2 separate regions of the Macaca mulatta genome follow, and region 2 is linked to region 1. The links are chromatin contacts, called in public Hi-C maps. All regions are on one chromosome and are shown on one strand. Each heading gives the region's core, a stretch centred on a gene start, on an enhancer-like site or on the middle of the called end of the contact. The rest is flanking DNA. Distances are from core to core; before and after follow the strand shown.

The links. A called contact is a pair of places that touch in the nucleus more often than the background predicts.
Region 2: a contact with region 1 is called in a Hi-C map of fetal cortical plate, with 2.9 times the contacts expected there. The contact joins the promoter of SOX5 here to the enhancer-like site in region 1. A contact is called at or near these places in 2 of 14 Hi-C or Micro-C datasets (fetal cortex germinal zone and fetal cortical plate).

The regions. Positions count from the first base shown.
Region 1 is chr11:26,278,098-26,282,513 of T2T-MMU8v2.0, reverse strand. All of the region lies in intron 4 of SOX5 (SRY-box transcription factor 5), which reads left to right. Among named protein-coding and RNA genes, the nearest start is that of SOX5, 620 kb to the left of the region's middle. Within about 2 kb of position 2,348, at least 4 of the 40 cell types and tissues checked have an H3K27ac peak or open chromatin away from gene starts, as enhancers often do. A contact at or near this core is called in fetal cortical plate, where this site is marked.
Region 2 is chr11:26,899,555-26,903,970 of T2T-MMU8v2.0, reverse strand. It overlaps SOX5 (SRY-box transcription factor 5), which reads left to right and starts at 2,443. Exons shown (of 18, transcript XM_077953164.1): 1 at 2,443-2,893. LOC144332685 (a long non-coding RNA gene) reads right to left here and starts at 3,707. Exons shown (of 2, transcript XR_013400657.1): 1 at 3,639-3,707; 2 at 3,138-3,359.

The DNA of each region.
Region 1 (4,416 bases), core at 1,099-3,598:
CGAAGTTTCCCCAAATATTTAAAAGAAGTCAATAAATGTATATATTTAACTGAAAGTAGATAATGAAAAATTGTGACTTAAGGTTTTCCTTTGAGAATGTCACCTATTTTTTGATATTCCAAGGAAGAAATGAAAATATTTGCCTTAAATGTCAATATTAGTTTGTTCATGATAAGTAAAACAGCCATTTTTGGTAGTTTCTCAATATTCTATTTCTTTCCTTTTTATTTTATCTGTCCTCTTTGGTTGTAATATAATAGTTTTGTGTCTAAGCTACTCGTTACAGTTTCTAATTGCTTTATGTTAGAAACTTAAATAGCAAGTGTAAGATGATTGCTTAAGAAGACAGTTCTGATAATGTCTAGAAAGAAGAAAAAAGTTGGGATTGAAAGTCGTGGGATTATGCAAATTAGGTTGTTAGTATCACCTATTTGATTGCTTCTCCCAAATTGGTGCAGACAACAGACAGCAGATTTTCTAGATGTTGAAAGGAACACTACAATAGTAAAACCTTCTGCAATAAAAATTAACTTATTTGCTTCATATTTCCATCAAATTTATTTCTGGTCATGCTGACTAAATAATTTTTCTTATTAGGAAACTTTTCAGTATTTTTCTGAAGAAAGAAATATACATCAGATCCTTTTACAAACTAATTCATAAAATTCCATGAAAAGCTACTGCTGGACATTTGCAAAAAACTACTCTTTGACATTAGTGGTATTTTAGTTACCTAAAGTTTGACCATAGTAATGAAATATTTATTACACAGATATATTTTGCTTAATTAAAGACTTTAACAACAACAACAAAAAAATCCATTGTGCTCACGAGTGATAAGTGCATTCAGGTTAGCAGGCACACTCTAGGTGTGAATCACAGAAAAGTTATCTGTTCACATTCTGTCACCTAATGGCAACTGTAAACCTGTAAGTTTGATATTATGTTTTCAGGATGTTCTGATAGCCTTTGGTAATTTTATTTATTTGTTATTTACTACTACTTTGTAGAGGAGACAATGTCTACAACTGAGTATAGATTTTAATTACCATGTCAATAATTTGCAAGCTAACTGAGCTAAGACATTGGTTTGGAATGCAGCTTGCATGAGGCAGTTCATAAACCACATTTCTATCACACTTATGCTGAAATACTGTCCCGAAGACTTGGCAGGAGACCTGACTGATTACCAAGAACAATTAAGGGTTAAATGTCAGGTGACATTGTGTACTGCTCAGTGTTTAGCAGGTTTGATAGACATAGAAATGTGCAAATATTACGCTTACTTCACATGTTGGTGTGTTCTTATCTTGTGTTTCTCAAATATAATAAGCACATGTTAAAGTATTTACCTGTTCTTAGGAAGCTTTTGGCAAAAATCTTGTATAGGCATCATACATGAGAGGCAGATAATAAGACCTGTTCTGATTCTTTAGCACATTAGTCCTTCACAGAGTTGGAAACTATTTCATATGAATTGCACTCATAATGCATTTAGAAAGCAAAATTACATTCATGGGTAAAGGCTGATTTTTATTGTCTGTTTTCTTTCCACTATCAATTCTTCAGCAACCTAATGAGTATATTGTATAATGCAGATGTGCATTATGGAGGCTGAATATCTCCCTTTTTATAGATTAGTTAAATAAGTATAACTGATGAGTTTTGTTTTCTTTCATAATTTGTTATTCATTTATAATTTCAATGGGGTTATCCAACAGCCTGGGAAAGAAACTAATCTAAGTTTTTCTCTTGTACTAACTCATGTATAGTTCCAATATGCCAGGTCTCTGATTCCGATGATGGCAGTAAGATAATAAGATTTTTAAAGGTTTAGCCAAAGCATGAAATATCTCCTTCCTAATGGAAAATTTTCTTGAACAAGAAATGGACAAAAACATAACAAAGTCTTCCTTCCTTCCTTCATTCTCTCCTTCTTTCTCTTTCATTGATTGATAGCATCATCATTTGTATTAAATGTGAAATTTGATTACTATGTAGATAAACAGGATCAAGTGGTATTGCTAGAGTGGGAAAAAAATTTAAATTTGACGTGCTTTAGGAGAATGCCACTATTCCTTCATTGTGATCAGGAACTGATAGTGGTTCAGGAGAAGACCTTTTTATTCTTTCTGACCTCTGTGTTTTCTCCTGCAGTTTGGAAGCTGTTCTTTCTTTCCTTTAGTGTTGTCTATTCTTTTCTTTACTTACTAATTGAGAGTTCACACATCTTCTCTGGATATATTGTGGCGTATGGTTTTGCTTGTCCAATAGGGGGGTGTTGCATTTCTCCACATTCAGTATCCTTTTCCCTTGGAGCCTGAGAGTAAAACCTCAGCAGTACTCCCTCCCTTTGCCAGCCTGAGGAGTCAGAGACTCAAAGTTGTTCCCAGCTCTTGCGCCTTCATTGTAGAGCTGCATTCTGCTCAGTGGGCTGCCGAGAAGGACCAGACCGAAACAAGATTTAGAAGAATTCTGGTGAGAACTGTTTATAGGGATATGGTATTTTAAAAGAATGTAGTAAACAAACAGAATTGTGGCATAAACAAAGATAATTAGCATAAACAATGTCGTTTTAGGACAGGTGGTTTAAAAAAACAAACAAAACAAAAAACCCAAATATGAACCCAATTTGAATGCTGCCAGTTTGGAACCACTGAACCTTAATCTGTACTTCATGAGAATTACCCAGGTTTGTTGATAAACTTGTTAACATGCGTTTTTTGTTTCTTTTGTATCATTTTCCGGTCATTATGCCCTTTTGTCACCCAGCTTGAAAGTAATTAATCTATATTACAAGGTAGTTTAAGGAGTTTTTGCCCATAAACATGACAGAAGGAAAATTTAAAACAAAAGCTTATGGATGTTCATAGACATTTGAAATCAGTGTCAAACCTTAAATCAATTCAAACCTGAACTCGGCTCATTGTATTTCAAACCTCTCTTTTATCTAAGTAACATTTTAGTCACTTGGCTCTTTAGTGTTAATACATTTACTTTTGTCTTGTCTTAAAATTCAGAGATTTGTTTTGCTGTGGCTAAATCAGCATTTCTGTGTTATGTGTTTCTTTCTAAGTGTTGCTTATTTCTTATTATTGTTCTCTGTAACTTAGTGAAGGTGGTACAGCAGCGTATAAATGTATCTGATGATCATGCAATATGAGGATGCTAGTTATTATGAACCACATTATCTAAACGTACTATGCCGTCGTGATGAATTTTTATCTGGAGACATTTAGGTTTATTACTAAATGACGTTTTTTCTTAATGCCTTGTACTGAAATGTTTTGACTTAAATGAAATGTGGAGTGTGGTGAACAGAAAGCTGTTTATTTTTCTTGCATTAAGGATCAAAGTTCTTTATTGAAGTTAAAGAGATTTTTTTTTTCTCTTCACTTTCTCATGGACAATGGGACCAGAAATTCAAAGTGGATATCTCTGATATTCTGTGGCCCTTCTCTTTGCTGAAATGAAAGCATTTGTGAATGAGTTTTGGTTTCTTGGAGTTATAAAATGTGTGTAAACTAGTAAACCATGTCTCATTCATGTGCTATGGAGATTTCTCGTACTTCAGGGACAAAAATAATTTGGCTACTAACGAATTAGGGCTACCTGCCAGTGCCAACACATAGTGTAGGTAAGAGGAACACTATAAAGAAAAGCTGCTGGCAGCAAATCCGTTGAAACTTTCATATGTAACAGCGTTTCTATTTCTGCTCTTCACATCTTTGAAAGAAAGTGTGTTTTAGAAAAGAAAATGTTAAAAAACAGATGATATGATCTTTCTTAAAAATGTATGTGTAGCTCCACTTTAATATTTCTCATTGTGGAGATGCATAGGGTTTCATTATGTTCTATGCACTCTTGGTTCCCCTACCTTTCCCAATCATTTCTGTCACATTGAAACCTAAGGATCAGATGCATGAGAGTAAGTGTAATATGAAGAAATGAAATTCACTGCATAGAGCCAAAAAAAGCCTCAGAGCCTTATATGATTTTGATATTGGCAGTTTAAGGGAGTTAGATCAATTGGGACACTGAGCAGAAATTTTATAAAGGATGTGTCCTCTCATTTAGGGCTTCAGGAACATTTTCAAGAAAAGAAGGGAAAGAGTTAACCTGTGTTGCCTGTTGTTAATTTCTTAGTGTAGGAGAAAAAGAAGAAGTAGACCCAAATCATGTTTTCTTGGCATATTTTTAATCAAAATTTATTTCAGAATGTAGTCAGTGTTTACATTAGTACTGAATTTGCCTTTGTTTTTTTTTTTTGTTTGTTTGTTTTTGTTTTTGTATTAAGTACGACTGAAATACTAGGGAGATAGATTGTTTGAACACTGGTTGTGAAACTTTTACAGAAGATCTTTCACATATCATTTTAAACTATGTTTATCTAATAAAAGATATCCTAATGAAAAA
Region 2 (4,416 bases), core at 1,194-3,693, 620 kb before region 1:
CATAAGTAGTAGCCAGGGGCAACTTTTTTTTGTAGTTGGGCCCCGTTTGCTTCTTGCACAGTATTTAAGGAACTGGGCCTGACATAGCTAACTTTGTAAAGCAACTACATGTGTATTATGAGAATAAACCTCAACAAACAACAACAACAACAACAAAAAGAGAAGAAACCATTCATCATACACCGGAAACTCTTAGAATAAAAGTAACTCTTAAATGTAATGTGGAGTATGATCATTGACGAATTCTTATGCCATATAGGCACGTGGCTCCGATGCATGGTAGAGAAAATGTAAGGAAAGGAAACATATAGGAAATGTGTTTCATGCACGCACACACACAGAATGTTTTCACACAGTTGATGAAGCCACATTGAACCAGCAATTTGAATATTATTATTATCCATCTCTCTCATTAAATACTTAGGAAAGCATAGTAAAATTGGTTAAGGATGGACATTTAGATTGCTATATCCAGAGTTATATCCAAGCAGCAAATGATTACACTGCTTATAAATTCTAGGCAGACGATAAGTTAGAAGTCCCCACGAAAGCCCTGAGCTTATTTGATTGTTCTCTTAATTACTGGGCTCTATGCTATCAAATATTTGTGTAAGAGGAAGTTTTCTTTGTGGGAGTGGATAATAGCTGTGCTTACACTTTGAAATTTTTGCCTTGAGTTATTAAGATTTACATTTCTCACTTTTCTTCCAGGGAAAGGTGTTTAGCCTTTTTTAGAAAACAGGTACCACATAATCAATCGTCAAACACTCGGGAAAGTTTCCGCCCTAGACAAGTGTAAATCTCAGGTATTAGCAACCCATCTCCAGAAACAAATCTACAAAGGGTGGAAAGGGGGAGAAAGGATGTCTCACTTTCCTAGGTGAATATATTGTGATTGGTATGTGTGGCATGCATTGAGAAATTATATTTGCTTACTAACTGCCGTTTAGAAATCAGCCCGGAAAAAGTCTGGGAGAGATCGCCCGGAGACAGCCAAGCCCCGAGCCTCGCTCCCAAGCTCCTCCGGTGTCCTGCTCTTCTAGGCGCGTTAAGAATACATAGAGTCTGGTCATTGATCTCCTGATGGTGTTGTTGCACTCTGGGTAATGCTGGGGGTGCCCAGGGACGCGGTTCAGTCAATGGTTGCGCGTCTGCAGAGAATTATAGAGATGGGGACAGAGAACACGCACCTTGGCATAAAAGCAAACGGAGAGAAGGCTACAGCGAGGAAAAGAAACGTGTTGCTCGAATTGTTTCCTTAGTCCCCTTTGCATCACCCGCTTCCCAACCCGCAGCTTCCCGCGTGAGTGCTCTCCCTTCCCCCTGCTCTTTTCTGGACACCAGCTCTGGGAAGATCACTGTCAGGAACCCCCGCCCCCGCCCCACCCTGGTTTGAGATTTAATAGGATTTTTTCCCCTGGCAAACCGGCAGCTGTTTTAAGTCAATGAAAGTAAGATTAGAAGAGATAAGCGCCGGAGCAGCCCGGGAGCTGTCAGAGCACACACTTAAATCAGCCCCACAGCTTCTGCTCGGGGCATCACCGATGGAGTTTCTTCTGATGGGGATGGGACTCCGAGGGTCCACGCGCCCACTCAAGTGTCGCGGCAGAGAGTCGGAGCCCAGCGCTCAGCCTTATTTCTCCCTAAATATCACTAAATTTCATTCCCTGGTTCTTGGGTTGGGGTGTGTGTGTGTGTGTGTGTGTGTGTGGTCGTTTTTTTTCTTCTCTTCTTCTTTCTTTTTTGGCTTCGCTCAACACAAAACCAAACCAGTTCAACCACCCCGGAGGCAGAGATGAGAGCGCCTCAAAACTTTTCTCCCCTACCTCAATGCCCAAGGAGTAGGTGGGTGCACAGTGCCGGCGGCGGCGGGGACGCGCGGCGCGGAGCCGGGCTCGGGGAGGCAGTGGCCGCTTCAGCAGCCGAACCTCTCGCGGCTCCAGCCTCCGCGCCCAGCAGCCCGCGGCTCGCCTCCCGGAAAGGTTCCACGGACCCCGCAGCCCCCCGAGCGCGCCCTCCTTGCCGGCCCGACCGCTTGACCACTGGGCTGGGGGGCCGGGAGGGGCCAGTTCCTGGGCGCAGGGCAGCGGCTGAGGCTCCGGCGCCGGGAAGAAGTTGACAAAGGGACTTGACTAAACATGAATGCGTATTTACAGATGCGAGCTCCATCGAGATCTAGAGATATCCCGCTCTCCCTGGCTCCTTCCACTCCTGCCATTTCATTTTTATCGCTCCTTTAAGTGGAGGGCAGATTAAAAAAAAAAAAATTCCTGCACGGTGTGGGTAATCGCCGCGTTATTAACAATCTAGTTACTCTGCAGCAGACGGGGAAGAAAACTCTGGGGCTCCTTCCCTTCGGATGGATAGAGAGGGCGGCCGGGCGGCGAGCTGCAGGAAGGAGGTCAGGGTGGGCTTGCGGGAGCTCAGGGGCGACCTGGAGGGAGCGGGAGCCCCCGGCGCCGCCCCCGCGCCCGCTCCCGCCCCCGCCGCACCCCCCGGGGCGGGCGCCGGGCCGCGGTGACCGCCGGCTGGTGCGCTGCCCTCGCCTCCCCCATTGTTCCTACTGTCTTTTTGCCTTTTGTTATTTGCACTCGCATTGTGTTGTTTGTCTCTGAAGCCGCCTCATGACCAGCAAAGGGATTTCACCTCGTCCTTGAGAGCAACACGGGGAGCGCGAGCGAGCGGGCGAGCGAGAGACGGGGGGAGAGAGAGGGACACGCGCGCGCACACACACACACACCGGCACACACGCACACACACAGACACACACACACACAGAGTGAAAAAGGCGAGCCACCAAAACCCATCTCCAGTCTCCTCCCGGGGGCCCCCAGCCCGCCTCTGTGCCACTTTGCATCCCACGCCGGAGGAGGCATTAACGAGACCGGGTAAGGTGCGTGAATCGCTGCGTTTTAACTTTGTTGTTCGTCCCGATGTTGTTGTGGGCAGACCTCCAAGGCGCAGAGCTCCCCTCTGCCGCTCGCCGGGCCCGCCACTCAGCACTCGTTCCCGGCTCCAGCTGGAGAGCCGCGGAGGAGGGAGGGGGCCGCCGCCGGAGTTTCCTCAAGTACAGAGGGAGGGGGACTGGGTTGGGGGTGACGGAGAGGTGGGAGGCGGCCCGAGGCGCGGAGTGGCCCTGTCATCCCCGGGGGCGGCTGGCCGGGGGACCCTGGAGCGCGGGCTTGGACCCCGACCCGGAGACGGGATAACTTTCTATTTTTGTTGGGAAGCCTGCGTACTGTTGCTGGTATTGTTTTGTAAGTGGTGGCGGTGGAGGTGGTTGATGCGAGAGGAGGGCAGGAGTGCGGGGAGAACCCTGGGCTGTGCTGGGCATCGCGGCGAACGTCCAAGGCCAGACCCTAAAAGTTGGACAAAGCCCCTTAGCCCTTCTAGGATATCAGAGCGACCCCCGGCCCACCCCCTAACCTTAGTCACCCCCACCCCCCGACTCTTTCGTCTTTTTGTTTCGCTTTCTGCAATCCTTCTCCCTACCATTCCCCCTCCCTCCCGCCCGGAATTTCGGAAACAAGTCTCATCCTTCAGGATTCTAGGGATTTCAGAGACCGGAAGCTTTAATTTTAATTGCAACTACTTTTTTTCCCCCTCCTCACTCAGTGTACAAAGTGAAGACCACTCACGTGTTGTGTCACTTTAAGCGCGGGTTTGGGAAATCTCGCTTGCACTTTCGGGCTACAGCAATAAGAAGCAATGAAAAGAGGTTATACGAGTTGAAATCAAATTGGATTTGGAAATGTTTGCGTTGGAGAGCAGCAGTTTGTTGAGTATTGATCGGATGCACACGAAGCACTGTTTACATATTTTAGTAGTCATTTTCCCTACACTTTGCAAAGCGACTATATTAATAAATAGATTGACCCTGGTGAATATCTGAAGACGTTGGTTTCTGTGACTAAATTCAGAATGTGATGAATGTGAATTCATTTTAATGTGTTCCCTTCTCAGCTAAAGCAGGTCAAGACGAGAAATCCTGTGAATATGCAGAACCCTACATTCGGTGCCAGGCAGTCCAGGCACTCTGGGTGGCAGTCAACTGTACTTTCTTACAAAAGTTTAGGGGTTTGCTGGAACCCAGTTGAGATCCTCACATACCCAGATAGCCAAAGGAGTTTGTCAAGAAAGGCATAAGGAGATGTCCCCAGGGACTGCCTTCTGGCTCAGCACAGTTCTTTAGCCAAGGGCAGGACCGAGTGGGATTTGGGGCAGTAAGTGTGGGAATCTGCAAAGGGACTGGACAGTGATTTGTTTCCTTGCTTTTCATAAATAATGGCCCCTAGTATCCTGAAAACACACACACAAACACACACAAACAGGCCAATGAAGTAGGCACGTGGGTGATTTTTAGGCAATGGACATTTCCATCAGAAAAACCAGAGGAGAATTTTTGATCAGGATTAC